2 separate regions of the Cricetulus griseus genome follow, and region 2 is linked to region 1. Evidence: chromatin contacts called from public Hi-C data. All regions are on one chromosome and are shown on one strand. Each heading gives the region's core, a stretch centred on a gene start, on an enhancer-like site or on the middle of the called end of the contact. The rest is flanking DNA. Distances are from core to core; before and after follow the strand shown.

Region 1 (2,700 bases), core at 130-2,629:
ATCAGGGTGGATTTTTTTAAAGCATACACTTTGTCAAATAGGAAGACATGGTCATGAATTTGTACACTAGAAAGCAGCTAGGCTACTGCTGACCAGTGCCGACGCTAGCCTGAATGATTCACTAGTTAAATGCCAAAAGAAACAAACCTACTCCAGATGCCAAACCACGCTAGTGATTATAACAACCCTTTCCACTTCAGCAAGTGTCAAGACTTTAGGATCATACCCGAGGGAATGGATTTCTGCTTTTATTTCCAGAGCAGCCATATGCAGTTTTTAGACAGTGAAAGGTTTTGTGCAGATTAAATATGTTTCAGTTGTGAAGTATAAATTCTCTAATAAAGAAGGAAAACTATACTGACTCCAAAATGAGGAATTTGAAAAACAAAAAAACAACAAAAAAAAATGATGGACCTTTGGTACAATATGCAGAGATACAGGTTGGAAATACCACACACACACACACACACACACACACACACACACACCCTCTTTTACACATAGCACATTATAACGGATCCCCGAAGGGCAGAAATTTTTGGTGGCCAGTCTTTCATGAATGTTTGCTTTGCAATTTGTATTTCCTGATTTTGACGTATTGCAGAAGGAAAAATGCAAATATATACTTTTATAGAAATCTGCTGCCGCAAGGTAAGGTCACATGAGGTCTTTTGGTGGGCTGGCTATCTGGGGAGTACAAAGACGTAAAAAGCACCGATCCGGCTCTTGCTATTAGGAGGATGACAAACACGGAAACATGTGCCCCGTTGACGTCATGGAACGGAAAGGGGTGGCCGCCTGCTGCATCACGTTCGCGTCATATGGCGCACGAGGGAAGTTACTGTGGGGGAGCCATTTCTCCAACTGGGCAACAGCGGGGAGGGACGGGGAGAGCGAGCCGGTTCAGATCCGAAGAATGGCCACCCATTCTGAGGAAAACCTAAAGAGATCCAACCCTTTCTCCCAAACTGTATGATTCCCCCCATCTAGCGCAAAGGAAGCAGGCTTCTTCAGGGGCCGGGAGTGAGCAAGGCACGTGGGGAGAGAGAGCAGCCCCGGGTCTTGGGGGCTGGTTCTTGAGGGGATCCGCGTGCTGGGAGCGAGCAGGGCATCTTTGGGACGCGGGCCTTCTCTTGAGGAAGAGGCAAGCGCTCTGGCCATACTCAAACATGGCTCTCGGCGCCACCTGTGCGACTGAGATCCAACCTCCCCGCACCAGCCCGGGTCCAGGTACCTGGAACTTAGTCCGATCAGTAACCGGCGACTAGACGGGGTACAGGTTACCCGAGCGCGCCCCCGACCGACGCACCGACCTGCGCGCGAACCGCGGGCCGGATGCGTGCGCGCTCCCCCGGACGTCCCGCCCCCTCCGGAGCCGGGCGGGCGTGCGCGTGCCCGCGCCGAGCCCAGCCGGAAGCTAAGGAAGGCGGCCGGGTAGCGCCTGAAGCTTCCCCGCGGCTCCGGCCTCGGGTCGGGCGAGCGACGCCGACTCTCGCCGTGGCGGCCGAGCCCTGTGCTGTGAGGCGGGGCGGGAACGTGGGTCCTAAAGAGCCGGGAGCCGCCGGAGGCCCGGGCGGTTTCACGGGCATTCGGGTGGGCGACCCGAGCAGGCGAGGGGGACGGCCGCGGCGTGAGGGAGGAAGGAGCGACGTCTCTGGTGGCGGGGTCAGGCAAAGGGCAAAGGGCAGCGTCCGGGTCGAGCGAGGTAGTAATGGCGGCGTCCGGGGAGCCCGGGAGGCCGTGGCAGGAGGAGGTGGCGGCGGCGGCGGTGGTGGTGGTGGGTTCCTGCATGACCGACCTGGTGAGGTTAGTGCGGGGCCGCAGCGCAGGGTCTCGGGAGGGCGACCCCGGGCCTCGGGTCTGTGGGCACCCACCGTGGAGCTTTGCTGTGAGCTTCAGGTGTCCACAGCGCCACTCCTGACGTGGACACCTGAGGACACGGGAAGGAAGGGACGGGGCGCCGCTCCGTGAAAGCTCTGATGCCGAAAGACACCCCCACCCCTCCCCAAACACCTGAACCTGGTTTTTGGCTACGCTGCCCGGTGACATTTTAACCTCTGAGAATGCACCTACCCTACAGGGTTGTGAGGACAACCACCCCCAACTGGGCATTACTCGATTTGAACACATGTGAAATAAGGCGTCGAGGCAAAAAGGCACACACACCTTTTCACTCTGTCGATTGTTGGCATTCCTGCAGTGTTTCGTGTTTACAGTTTTATGTAGAAATGAGCCGTGGGTCAACCTTGTGGTAAACCCAAGTGTGAGTCCAAAACAAAAAACACCACACATAAGAATTGTAACTACTAAAAAAAACTATGATCGGATAGTGATGAAAAATATGCTAAATGAAAATAGTTGAGTTAGATTGTAAGAGATTTCCTTCTGATTTGTCATCATTGTTTTTATGAAAACAGCTTTTTAAGCATAAAAGTATACATGTTGTAGAAAAATAATTCCAAGAAGGTCCATACCACTCCAATTCTGTTTATGTTAATGACCACATTTCTAATACAATGCAACTTAATATCATTTTTAAATGATTAAGTATGCAACGATTAAGACCTCATCTGTCCCTAAATCTTTTTCCAAATGATAACAGAGAACCTTGAAATAAGGCCTTGGTGTAATCAAAGTAACCAAATCCTTGCAGCAAACTACCTATATCTACTTTAAAAAATAGCTCCTGGGTCTTCATTT
Region 2 (2,700 bases), core at 41-2,540, 100 kb after region 1:
TGAACACGTGCTTGTCTGACCTTGCCTTAGTCACTAAGAGGTTAGATGCCTGCCTCATGGCAAGGAACCAATCAGTGGTGCTATGCTTTACGGCTCTGGGTGTGCTTTATGGACAGGTACACAGCAATGGTATGCAGAGCATAGCAACCACCCTGGGAGGGCCTATGGGCCATAATAACCAGTTGACCAGTCAACACAGGGCAAGCCCTCCAAGCCTGGAGGCTCACCAATCCTGAGCCTGTGTGTACCCCTAGATACTCCCCTTATGCTGCCCTATAAGATCTCTATGCTGACGCTTTGAGCTGTCTTTCTAGCCAACCACCATGGTGGATGGATGGAAGGCCGGAGCTAACATGGTGTTAGCTTGTTAAACAACTATAATAAAGCCTCATGCAGTTTGCATCAAGCTTTCGACTCTGCCTGGTGATTGGGGTGACCTCGGTCCTGGGCTGAGATCCTGGAGGCCTGAGCTTTCCGGGGGTCTTACAACCTAAGTTCAAACTCCAGGACCCACAGAGTAGAAGGAAAGAACTGGTCTCCACAAACTGTCCTCTGACTCCACGCACGAAGTGTGGTGTGTGTCCACACATATACTCTCTCAGATGCACACAATAAACCAATCAATAAATGTAATAAGAATAAGATAGAGAACAATGAAAGGAGACTGTCAACACCCACCTCTGCCCTCATGAGCATATGCACACATTCGCATGCAACATGCTGGCACGCACACAGATTCCCCATCTGAAAGGAAATAAGTTTCCACTACTTTCCCCACGCTGACCTAACCCCTAACCTTATTTGTAAGTGGCCCAGGAAGCAGAGACACAGCCTTAACAATGTCCCTGCAGCTTCTCCAAGGAATTTGAAGATGGCTCCTGCCCAGTGTACAGTCCATGGAAATAGGGAATGAATCCCACACTGAACATGTGACTTAGTTGTCTGCTGTTCAACATCTCTGCTATAGACCCCTATGATGGACCCCTGGGGGGCGGGACTTGTTAAGAAAGAAGGGTCAATTAACTTCTCCTTGTTTTGGAAGAGAATTCAGGGGCAGGCTGACTCGGTCCTGCAAATTCTGAGCCTTTTAAAGCCACTTTCAGATGTGTCTGTGTTTCATTTTGTTGACCCAGAGAGACAACCAGTTGTCATGCTCACAAGAATGACCTAACTTGAGCTTCTGTGGTTTGGGATTCTGCCTGCCTGCTTTTTTGCCCTGTTTTGCCTGCAAGGCAGGAGCCTGTTCTCCTAGCCAAGAGATTGTGGTTAGTTTCCTGGCCTCCGCCCCACATGGGGACACACCTGCACCCCTGAGGGAGGGAGAGCCTGTGGAGGGTCTGTGGGGCCAGAACTGAGTCACTTGGCTGGATGTGAGTCAAAAGACATTAGAACAGCACTTTGGCACTTGGAGAACCCACACAAAAATCCTCTTGCATGTGACAATCCAACCCATCTTCAAACTAAACCAAGAAAGGGATTACAGTTTGGTGTCTCCTCTTGCCAGCCCTGGAGTTTGTTCTTCATGCAGAATTAACACAAAAGAAACCTTAGCAATCACACTCACACAGGTGAAGACACTTTAAATTGACATCCGAGCCCCTCCCGATGGCCACCAAACTATTGAAACAATAGACCCCAAGAAATTGGAATTTCCCCAGGAGTCTCAATCTGAGAGAAGGAAAAAGCTGAAGCCTCGAGCCAGCCAAAGGGGAATTTATCTCCAGGAAAGAGATCTCACAAAGTTCTCACAACTTGCTGGACCACCTTGAAGGAGAGAATGGAGCTGAGACAATGGTGGTGGGAGGAGCCACATCTTGACAAGGATTGCTTTGCCTCTGGGCCTCTTAAACAGAGTACTTAAGCCTTAACTTCCTGCCAGACCCCTATGACAGACCCATGGAGAACGTGATGCCCAATGTGGCTACACTGAATAAATTTTTTTTTTCTGTTTTTCACTATAACTTGCCTAATTCTCTATTGGGGGTAGATAGCTGAGCCTAGCTCATTGTGGCTGCCAGGGCCCAGGCTCTGACCCTAATACTCTGGGTAACATCCCTGGAGGGTGGAGCCCTGCCCCTGACAATACCGCACTCATGTACTGCCCTGTATCAAGATCAGGAAAGCTCAGAAAACCACACCAGAGGCCATTCATTGACTTAGGTTTTTTTTATCCAAATCACTTTCCCGTCTTGGAAAATTATTTGAAATGTAAAATGAATAAACCCTCTTCCCCCCCATATAAAGGTTTCCCTTCATGTCCAGGAATAAGCTAGCCATCCATGATGGCATATGGGAAGTAGAGGCCAGAAGACTATGAGCTCAAGATAATCCTTGGCTAATTAGCAAGTTCAAGATTAGGCTTGGCTACATGAGACCCTTTCTCTAACAACAACAACAACAACAATAATAATAATAATAATAATAATAATAATAATAACAACAATAATAATAAAACAAGGGTGGAAAGTTAGTTCAATGGGTAAAAACACTTGCCACTCAATCCTGGGGATCTAAATTCAATCCTTGGTATCCACATAAAGGTAGGAGAAAAATGACATGACAGTACTGTCCTCTGACTTCTACACAGGCACTGTATAGCACATGAGCCACACATGTGCACACACATATTGTGCAGATACTGTAATAATAATACATTTTAACTCCAAGTGCCTTAAAAGTAATGAAGTGTTTTGGATAGGT

What was found. A called contact is a pair of places that touch in the nucleus more often than the background predicts.
Region 2: a contact with region 1 is called in a Hi-C map of fibroblasts, with 4 times the contacts expected there. The contact joins the enhancer-like site here to the promoter of Babam2 in region 1. A contact is called at or near these places in 3 of 8 Hi-C or Micro-C datasets (the CHO-K1 cell line and fibroblasts).

What each region holds. Positions count from the first base shown.
Region 1 is chr7:12,765,755-12,768,454 of CriGri-PICRH-1.0, forward strand. Babam2 (BRISC and BRCA1-A complex member 2) reads right to left here and starts at 1,380. Exons shown (of 12, transcript XM_027424426.2): 1 at 1,235-1,380. Rbks (ribokinase) reads left to right here and starts at 1,577. Exons shown (of 8, transcript XM_027424429.2): 1 at 1,577-1,806. The coding sequence starts at 1,712.
Region 2 is chr7:12,868,716-12,871,415 of CriGri-PICRH-1.0, forward strand. No RefSeq gene overlaps it. Among named protein-coding and RNA genes, the nearest start is that of Mrpl33, 8.2 kb to the left of the region's middle. Within about 2 kb of position 1,291, at least 2 of the 6 cell types and tissues checked have open chromatin away from gene starts, as enhancers often do. A contact at or near this core is called in the CHO-K1 cell line and fibroblasts, where this site is marked.